2 separate regions of the Drosophila melanogaster genome follow, and region 2 is linked to region 1. Evidence: chromatin contacts called from public Hi-C data. All regions are on one chromosome and are shown on one strand. Each heading gives the region's core, a stretch centred on a gene start, on an enhancer-like site or on the middle of the called end of the contact. The rest is flanking DNA. Distances are from core to core; before and after follow the strand shown.

Region 1 (4,769 bases), core at 2,211-4,710:
TACATTTCCATAGCACCTAAGCAGATCGACCGATTGTAAACAGATGCCCCAAAAGGAGGAAACTAGTCAATGTAGTAAGAGTTGCGAAACGGATTTAAGTAAAGAATACCAAATAGAAAAGCGGAAGGATCGTATGTATTAAATTAAACTCTAGGGATTTGGAAAGCTTTCAATATGGGCTTTATTACTATGCTGTGATAAATTGAACATTTATTATTGCATACTCCTGAGTCCTTTTCCAGTTATTTGAAATCCCTAGAGGTATTCGTAAGTGATATTGCCAATTTACATTTACCTAATGTATTCACTTAAGTTGTTCGCCAATTTTAAAATTTGTACACAAACTTCTGGGTGGATCATCGCCAAGAGTTAATGTTTTAATAGTTCATACAACTGCATTTCAATTTAAAGAAATATGCTATAATTCGCAACTGATTCTTTACTTCACTTTTCGATCCATTCGAAATTACATTTTCTAAATAGAGAAATTCCCCTTTTTATGTGTGCAAGCAGGGAGCTCCAGAACGCAACTACATAATCCGCATTACCCATACCTAATCAAGACACATTTTATACGTAAATCAAGCTTAGAACAATTACAAAATATGTACTTAATACGAAATAAATATGCTACACATAAAACTATATATATTTAAATATATATATGAAACTACATCTAGGTAATTGTTTTTTTTTTTTGTAATTGTAATAAGCATAAAATGGATGAGTGGAGAATTAAACTATGCATACATATTATCAATGAATTCGAATTCATAAATTTAAATAAATGTTTAAACTACAAGAGAAAACTACGAAAAAAAGAACAAACCAAACTTGCGTAACTTTGTAAATGTTGAAATATACCCGATTGTATATTTATGACAAGTGCAGCAGTAAAATAAAATCAATAAAAACTTAAATGAGTAAAGACGTTAAGGAGTTTCGTGTTTGACTGGAAACGAATTTCGAATTTGGCGCGCCCACTAACATAATGTTCGCCAGCAGCTGTTCGGCGTAACATAGCGTTTGGTGCTGTCCAACTTAACATTGTGCTGTTGGGCGCACGATACACTGCAATGATTTTGAAAAAGTGCAATAATCAATATACTTAAGAAATTATCTATCAATGTATTATTTAATTTGATATTTTATTGGTAGGTTTAAATTGCATGCATTTTTTTAATGACTAAAGTGTACGTCTATATTTGAAGTGTAGTGTAACATGTCTGCTAAGTTAGCAGTACTAACAGTGACAGCACTGTTCCGCCATATTGAAATAACCGTTAGGATTTTATTGGCGTGGCTTTATTTTTAAGTTTATAGCTTAGTTTAATATAATGGAGTGGTCGCTCATCATATCGATTCTGCTCAACTGCCTCTACGCCAGCGCCTCCGCGCTCGACGAGGATTGCCCCACCTTGGACGATGGGGACAGTTTGTCGCAAACACAGCTGCTGGATCGCTTAACCCATGGCTGCCGCTACGATCGTTTGGAACGACCCATAACTTATTCGGAAACTGGCCAGCGGCTACCGGTGGACGTCTATATGCGCGCCTACATCTACTTCATGCAGAACCTGGAAGCACACGATCTACAGTTCAAGATCTATGCGCTCCTCCAAATGCGATACCTCGATCCGCGTCTCAACTTTCGCAACGTAAGTCCCAAGCGCAGGCAGCCGATTTTGGGCGAGGAGCACCTGAGAAACTCGCTCTGGATGCCCCACATATTTCTAGCCAATGAGCGCGACTCCAGTATTTTGGGTGAGTACGGTAGAGTCTGGAGTAGACTCGTGCTTGATTGCAACTAATTGGTAGGTCTCACGGAGAAGGACATCCTCACCTCGATATCGCCCGATGGCACAGTGATCGTTTCGAATCGCATCAAGGCGACACTCTATTGCTGGCTCAACCTTAAGAAGTTCCCATTCGATGAGCAGCACTGCTCGACGGTGCTGGAGAGTTGGATGTACAATACGTCGGAACTGGTCCTCCACTGGGAGCAGAAGCGTCCGATAACCTACGATGGGGCACTGCATCTCACCGAGTTTGTGCTGCAGCGTTCCTGGTCAAACGAGACGGTAATCAATGCCGATTTGAGTGACCTGCGTCATGGAGCCTTTGCCGGCAACTACAGCTCCCTCAGCTTCACCGTTCACCTGACGCGAGTGGTTGGCTTTTACCTGATGGACTACTTTCTACCCTCCATGCTGATTGTGGCCATATCCTGGGTATCGTTCTGGCTGCAAGCAGATCAGGCGCCGCCGCGCATCACGCTGGGCACCAGCACCCTGCTGACATTCATTACCCTGGCCTCGGCACAGGGAAAGACTCTGCCAAAGGTTAGCTACATCAAGGTGTCAGAGGTGTGGTTCCTGGGCTGCACCATCTTCATATTTGGCAGCATGGTGGAGTTCGCCTTTGTTAACACGATTTGGCGTCGTAAGAAGAGTGTGCCCGTCAAGAAACTGAACAGCAAACACATCCTGAAGTCAACTCTATCGCCGAATCTGCTCAGACGACGCAGTCACGCCAGATCCAGATCCTTTTCGGGCACGGCTCTGCATAAGACAGCGGATACCGGCTCGCTGGGCGGTGCCGGTTTCAACAATTACCTAACCGTCAATTTGCCCATCACCACGATTAAGGAGGGCCAAGTTCTGGATCAGCAGAGGACCAGCCGCGTCGTCCAGAAGATGGATGTTAACTTTGTGGAGAGTGCCTTTGGATCCATGGGCTCTGCCCAGTCCACTGGAGCGATCAGTGCTGCCAGCAGCAGCCAAACTTTGACCAACAATAACCGAACGGAGAGCGCGGGGCACCAGGAGGAGATCGATCTGAGTGGCTGGACCACGCTAACGCCCCAGGAAATAGCCATGTGGATTGATAGTCGAGCCAGATTCGTTTTTCCGCTCTCCTTTCTCGTCTTTAATCTGTTTTTCTGGACATTTGTCTACTGTATTTAAAAAAAGGTCCATTTCATTTTATTATTAGATTACACAGTAGATTTAATATTGTGAAAAGTATCCAATTTAAAGTGTTTATTATTTGTACCCATCGTTTAGCATAGTTTGTTTAATTATTGTGAAAGTTTTGTATTATGTTTGTTTCACTTTGTTCTGTAAAATGATTTTATATTTATTCTGTTGTAAAATAAAGTTCATGATTCTATGGCTGCCTAAAAAACACCATCAATTATTTAAATAAAATAACCTATGATAAAATAAATCTTTCGGACTTGCAATTAAATATTAAATAAATAATAAATTAAAAAACTTGTTTTCAACAACGATTCCATTACCCGCCTCGTTTTCGATTACGGAAATCGATAGAAATATCGATAGGCCAGGCCAAGGAGCACCGGCCAAGCCAACCTGTGGGTTAGAGCAGCACAACTATACCGCGTATTCTTATCGTATTCGTTTTTTCCCCACACATACACACACACGGCTCACGCATACAGCGCAACAATAACATCGGGCCCCAAAAAAAAGGGAAAAAAGACGACGGACAAAAACTTCGTCGTGAATTGTAAAATACAAAAAAAAAACGCATTCGAACGCGCTGGTTTGTTTTTTTTTTCACGTGTAACTACGCCAAAAAAAGGGCAAAGGAATTAAGCAAAAAAAAGAAGCAGAACTTCGAAGCAGCAACAACAACAGCGCCGCATTTTTGCTTGTATGTGCAAGTGCAAGGCAAACATAAACAACGCGCGTGTGTGTGTGTACCACGAAAATATCGTATAAATCAAATTTCTATATCATTTATATAGTTTTTTTTTTGTTTTTGCCATCATAATATGCCATATAGCGATCACCGAAATCCAAACGCAAACCAAACTCCAAAAAGTTAGTTTCAAATACAACCACACATCGTTTGGATCGTGTTCACAAACTTATAGTAGGAAGGAAAAGGAAAAAGATAGAAAAAAAACGAACTAAATAATAATAAACGAAAAAGAAAAACGGCGCTGAATGTTAACCGGTAAAGATAGCGGTAAATTGCGAGGGAGAAGGACGACAACAACAACAACAACGACCGCAGAGGGGGCAAAAGTCAGCAACAAAGTGCATCCTCCTTCTCCTGCTCCCCATCCTATTCCTTATTTACTGTTATAATGGACACCATCTGTAGATTGTGCTTCCAAACGGCAACGGTATGTTAACAAAAAAAAAAAGATATACACACATGTGATTTAGGTATATACACTTTGTTATTTCTATTGATTTTTTTTCTTTTGGTGGAGTTTAAACAATTGAATTCGCGCTACTGTTATTGTGCGGGCGGGTTGTTGGCGCAGGGGGCGGGGTTCAAAAGCGCGCGCATTGCCCCCCTTTCCCCACACACATACAAACGCACACACACAGAAATAAGAAATACACATACACATGCGACCCCAAACTATTGCTGAACAATTTTTATTTTTAGCCAACTCAGCCCGAAAAGTTGTTCAAGCCGACAACTTGAAAAAATATTATTTTTACATTTTGCTTACGCTCGCCACTCGCTTTTCACTTTGACTCCTTTTCAACCTATTCCCCCGAACAGGCCCCCCTCTTTCAGCCCCCTCCCGCCGCCCATGAACCGCACAAAAAGAAATACATATTAAAACAAAATGACAGAAATTGCGCCAAGGCAGCCAAATACGCAGTGGCTGCGCGTTAATTTAGTGACAGAGGGTTTACTATATTGGGCATCTAAGCCCAAAAATTTAAAGTTAAGCGGTTATAAAACTAACAAAACAGATCTAACTTTGCTTGGTTTTTAGT
Region 2 (4,624 bases), core at 918-3,417, 850 kb after region 1:
TATCGGTGGGACCAATTGCCGAGGCGTTTGACCGTCTGCAGGCGGCCATCGATATACCGGATCCCCAGCTGCCGATCCACATGAGCGTTACAGATTTGACCAGCTGGAAGCAAATGTTCGACCTGGCCATGCTGGATATACGGCGTTTTGCGTACTACACCGATCCCTTGCAGCTGGCCGATGCGGGCGTCTTTAACCGGATCACCTTTGAGCAGCGATTCGGAATGCAGTGGCAGGAGTAATGGGAATTGATGCACGTTACTGGATATATATTCACGGGAAACAGCATGTAAGCACACCATCAGCACCAACACACTTTCCCAAATTGGGATGGATCGTGGGGAAGGCTACTGCATAAATCCGAACGAAAGCATTTAGTTAAGTATTAATAGGACGCACTAGAGCGCAACCGATCCATCCAATCCCACATAGACAGAGTTATTTGTTGCGTTAATGTCCCTGCATAGCGAAATCTACTGTGCCTTCTCCAAAAACTCCAGATCCTTCTGCATTCCTTTCCCTCCAATCCGTCAACTTCATCTCTCCTCCGACTCCTCAAATGTATCTGTAATACAAGCGACGTGTAGGACCCAAAATGCTTTAATGGAAATAAACGTTAGTTACTGTTCAAACGCCTGCCTATTTATCTTTGTAAAATAGCGATAAATCATTCACAACACGCATTACTCACTATAAAAATAGCACTATGTACACTATGAAACTACACCTATGTTCCTAATGCGAATTCAACGAGATCCTCGACAGTCCCATTCTTAGGGATCGGATCATCCAGCCTCATGGCTGCCGCTTAGGAGCGCGATCCCGGTCAAAGATGCCCAGCAGTTTCCCACGAGTCATCTCCATTGCCTCACGCAGTCCCAGCTGGTAAATTTCATCATGCATTGACTTTATTTTATCGATCAGATCCTCGGGAGGGAGCTGGGCTAGTTCTGGAATAGAAAAGTAGGTAATGGATATGCTATTCTTTAATATACTATTCTTAAATCTCATTGACTTTGCAGCTACTTACCATTAATCTTAACCATATCATCATCGGTCAGATTGCTGGTGTAGTTGGTGCTGCGCGTGTACATCGGCGTGTCGCTCATGGAGAGGAACTCGTCCATTCCGGGAACTGGAGCAATCGAAAATAAAGATATGCGTTAAAAATGGCGCCAATTTCTTCGTGCTCACGTTTTCTACACTTACAACGCTCTGGCCATTGGACAGGTGAGGGTCGCAGAGTTTCCATGGAGATGAGCTCGTCTTCCGGCGTTATGGGCCGCTCCTTGACCTCCGGGACATCCTTTTCGGCCAATAACGTACTACTGCTGGACGCTGAAGCCTTCTCCACTTCCTCGTCCGCCGCTTTTAGAATGGTTTCTGCAAGAAAACCTCGTTTTATGGCGCCTTTCATGTGATTTAAATATTTACTCACCTGTAGAAAGCAAATCCGTAGTTGTCTCTGCGTTGCTCATCGCGGATAATGTTGAAAAACTCCAAAAACTATTGAAAATAAACACGGAAAGATGCCAAAAAATCCGTGGGCTAATCACTTGCCACCTCGTTAAACAAAAACTATAGCGTTGCCACTTTCAACAATCACTATCGAATACTATCGATTTACCGCCAAGCCAGTGCTAGAAAGCACCAGGAAGTATAAAACAACTGATATTTTTGGTAAACAAAGAACTGTTGTTATTGCTTTTCCTGGTTTTATTAATAGAAGTTAAAAATAAATGGCACAACAATTAGGAAATGAGCGTGCCTCGACTTATACTAAATTCAGAGTGGAGAGCAGGCGTCGTAGCAGAGAAACGCGAACCTCTCCGCGACCTCTATCGTGCTCTCTTTTCCACTCACGGTCGTTTAACGGCGCATAGAGACAACTCTGCGCTAGGTCGCCTGCTCTCGTTCGCTCTGGCGCGCAAACGGCACTTGGCACACTTCGCACAGTGGCGCCAAAAAATATGTGCCCGTAAAAAGCACATGTGCTGCGCAGTAGTTGTCCAGAACAACACAACACGGATGTCTAACCAGTTATTGAAATAAACTTATTCAAGAACATCTTAATAATAATATAAAATCTTAAGGAATAACAATATCTTATCAAGTTTTTATCAATTGGCGCCGCCGCCTGGTAGCACTGTTCGCATACGCAGACTTTTGGCCACCACTGTTTTCCCATGCGCCCTCGCACTTTCTTTCGGTTTTTCATTCGCTGCTCCGCTCTCACTCAGTCAACAAGCACTCATACACACGCGCTCACCTGTTCCGCCGCCCCGCTACCCCGTCTCTCGACATTACTGCGACCGCTCCCGTTCCGTTTCATTATTTTTTTTGTCGCTGTCATTCAGTTGCCGTTTTAACTTCGCCGCGCGAGAAGCGGAAACTTTTGCCAGTCCGCTCGAGGAAAATAGAAAAATACTGCAGTGCTGCTGCAGTCGTGCAGCTCGTACATTTCGTTTCGTTTCGTTTGGCGCCAATTTCAAAGCGCAAATCCGCTGGCGGATTGAATTGCACCAAAGTTGTTCTTGGATCTCTACGTTTGCATCCATCCATCTAACCAAGCAACCGGCTACCACCCCTCCACTCCTGACAGTGACCCCTCGCTGACCCTCCATCCCCCCCTCCGCTCGACGACTCTCATGGCAGCTAGCAAATTCCATTGCGGCAAGCAATTGACAGCCACACATTCACATTTCGATGCGACATGTGCGAAAATCAGGGCCTTTTACTTTGACCTGGACAACACGTTGATTCCCACCAGAGCCGGCGATTCCAAGGCGATCAGAAAGGTGAGCTTTGTTAACCAAGCCAAGGCAGACAGCCTCACTGCCCCCTCTGCCAATCACCAATCCGTTGGCGTTTCTTCCGTTTCTTTTCCATGTAGTGTTTGTGGGGGGGCGGGGCGGGGGAGGTGAAAGTGCGCAGCAGGCGGGCGACCCAGCTAGAAAATTTTCCACTGCAGCCCGCCCGTTGTTACGTAGTCGAAAAAACCCGGACGCTCGGCAGATAGCACGCGCCCGAAATTTCGATTGTTTATTTGCGTTCCGATTGATTTCCTTTCCCTTCCCTTCACATCCCCCAGCCACAAAAAAAAAAAAAACAAAAAAGAAAAACTCAGAGTGCACTCGACAAGGTCTTAACTTAAATATAACCACGGGTACATGCACTTTAGAAGGCTAAAACCCACTAAATAATCGGCATTACGTTGGAAATTCGGAATCTTCGGTTTTCGAAATGTTAAAAGGCACTTTACAGGATCTTATCGTGGTGCGCATTATCGATTGCAAACGATTGCAAAAAGGTCGGAAATCGAGGAACTTGCACTTAACAAAAGTTGAACGAAACGTCATACCAACAAACTTTGGAAACCCGCGTCAATGGTTTCTTTTGAAATATAACCTTCTTATAAAGTGAATGGCACACAAAGAAGCTAAAGGTTAATTGATGATAATAGGTAGCACTTCGCAATATGTACTTGTTTGAACGTTCAGAGGCCATTGACTTTATTTATTACAATAAATGAGTCTATTTGCGATCTTAAAAGGTTAAAGTTTTTAGAATTTTCCCTTCAAGAGAGAAAGGTATAAATAGGTATTCTTGAAAATGTGTTCAATGTCACGTACATTTACTCACTCTTGCATTCCAGATTATATCGTTATCTTTTAAGCTGCGCCAATTTAGATAGTTAACTTCATTATCACGTTCATGTTTCAATACGCTCAATGTTTGAAGACCCCAAATAAGACGGTTTCTTTATTCAGTTGCTTTCAATTCTTAGCGAGCGAAGCCACGCCCATTTATATTTCGGAACTCATGACAGTTTTTGTGACTAATCGCAATGATTTCAACTTAAATTCCTAGCATTCAAAATGACTTTTGTGAGCTTAGCTTCCTGATTTGAGTACGATTCAATAGATGCGGATGGTTGGGCCGGAAAATAGATAGCGAGTGGAAATTTCCAAGCTATCATTGCGATCATAAAATATAGTATATTCTCATATATTACTCATGCTGCAAGTGTACCGGCGGCAATTGCAGTTTGATGTTCAATCCCCTGATAGTACGGCGATGCTATAACAATTTTGGAATTAATCAATTGGCTTCGGATTCGATCGAATGATTGGATTGGTCAATCTGACGCTTAATTGAGAACTTTATGGACGTAATAGTTTTGATTTACGTTCTACCGCGTTTCGCAAAAGATTATGCACGTATTGAGGCTTCTAATCGCTTTTATTAATATTAACTCTACTTTCAGGTTGTTCACTTCTTATTGCGTGAAAGTTCTTAACTTATCTCGTCTTTAATTCGTCATAGCGTATTTATAGTTTTATCGCGGTTGAGGTTTTTACGGCACTATCACATCTACGCAATTTTGTATATTTTTGAATTTATGTAACGCAATAATAATGCGAATTGCCAACCCTTTTCCAATTTCGTTCTTAGCTCGCTGATTTTCTGGAGACCCAATACCAGTTCAGCAAAGATGACGCAACACAGGCCACCCAAAACTTTCTAAAGGCCTTCCGCCGCTGTCCCGATAACTCGCAAACATCGCTGGACTCGTGGCGCACTCACCTGTGGCGCGAATCCCTTCCAGCGCGCCACAAGCACC

The links. Hi-C and Micro-C count contacts between places; a contact is called where the count stands out from the background.
Region 2: a Hi-C map of the Kc167 cell line shows a contact between it and region 1, with 3 times the contacts expected there. The contact joins the promoter of CG15771 here to the promoter of CG32772 in region 1. A contact is called at or near these places in 16 of 107 Hi-C or Micro-C datasets (the D17-c3 cell line, the Kc167 cell line, embryo and 6 more) and 1 of 6 datasets of contacts at active chromatin or transcription factors (the Kc167 cell line).

Annotation. Positions count from the first base shown.
Region 1 is chrX:4,905,642-4,910,410 of dm6, forward strand. It overlaps CG32772, which reads left to right and starts at 3,461. Exons shown (of 7, transcript NM_001297941.1): 1 at 3,461-3,678; 2 at 3,811-4,156. The coding sequence starts at 4,118. CG6927 reads left to right here and starts at 1,259. Exons shown (of 2, transcript NM_131966.2): 1 at 1,259-1,764; 2 at 1,819-3,180. The coding sequence starts at 1,338. The coding sequence ends at 2,966. CG42594 reads left to right here. Exons shown (of 8, transcript NM_001297940.1): 8 at 1-934.
Region 2 is chrX:5,753,407-5,758,030 of dm6, forward strand. CG15771 reads left to right here and starts at 2,168. Exons shown (of 3, transcript NM_001297980.1): 1 at 2,168-2,798; 2 at 4,456-4,624. The coding sequence starts at 2,649. lin-52 (lin-52,) reads right to left here and starts at 1,552. Exons shown (of 4, transcript NM_001297979.1): 1 at 1,439-1,552; 2 at 1,210-1,383; 3 at 1,031-1,135; 4 at 1-950. The coding sequence starts at 1,478. The coding sequence ends at 796. It overlaps CG15772, which reads left to right. Exons shown (of 2, transcript NM_001297978.1): 2 at 1-635. The coding sequence ends at 242. It also overlaps asRNA:CR45528.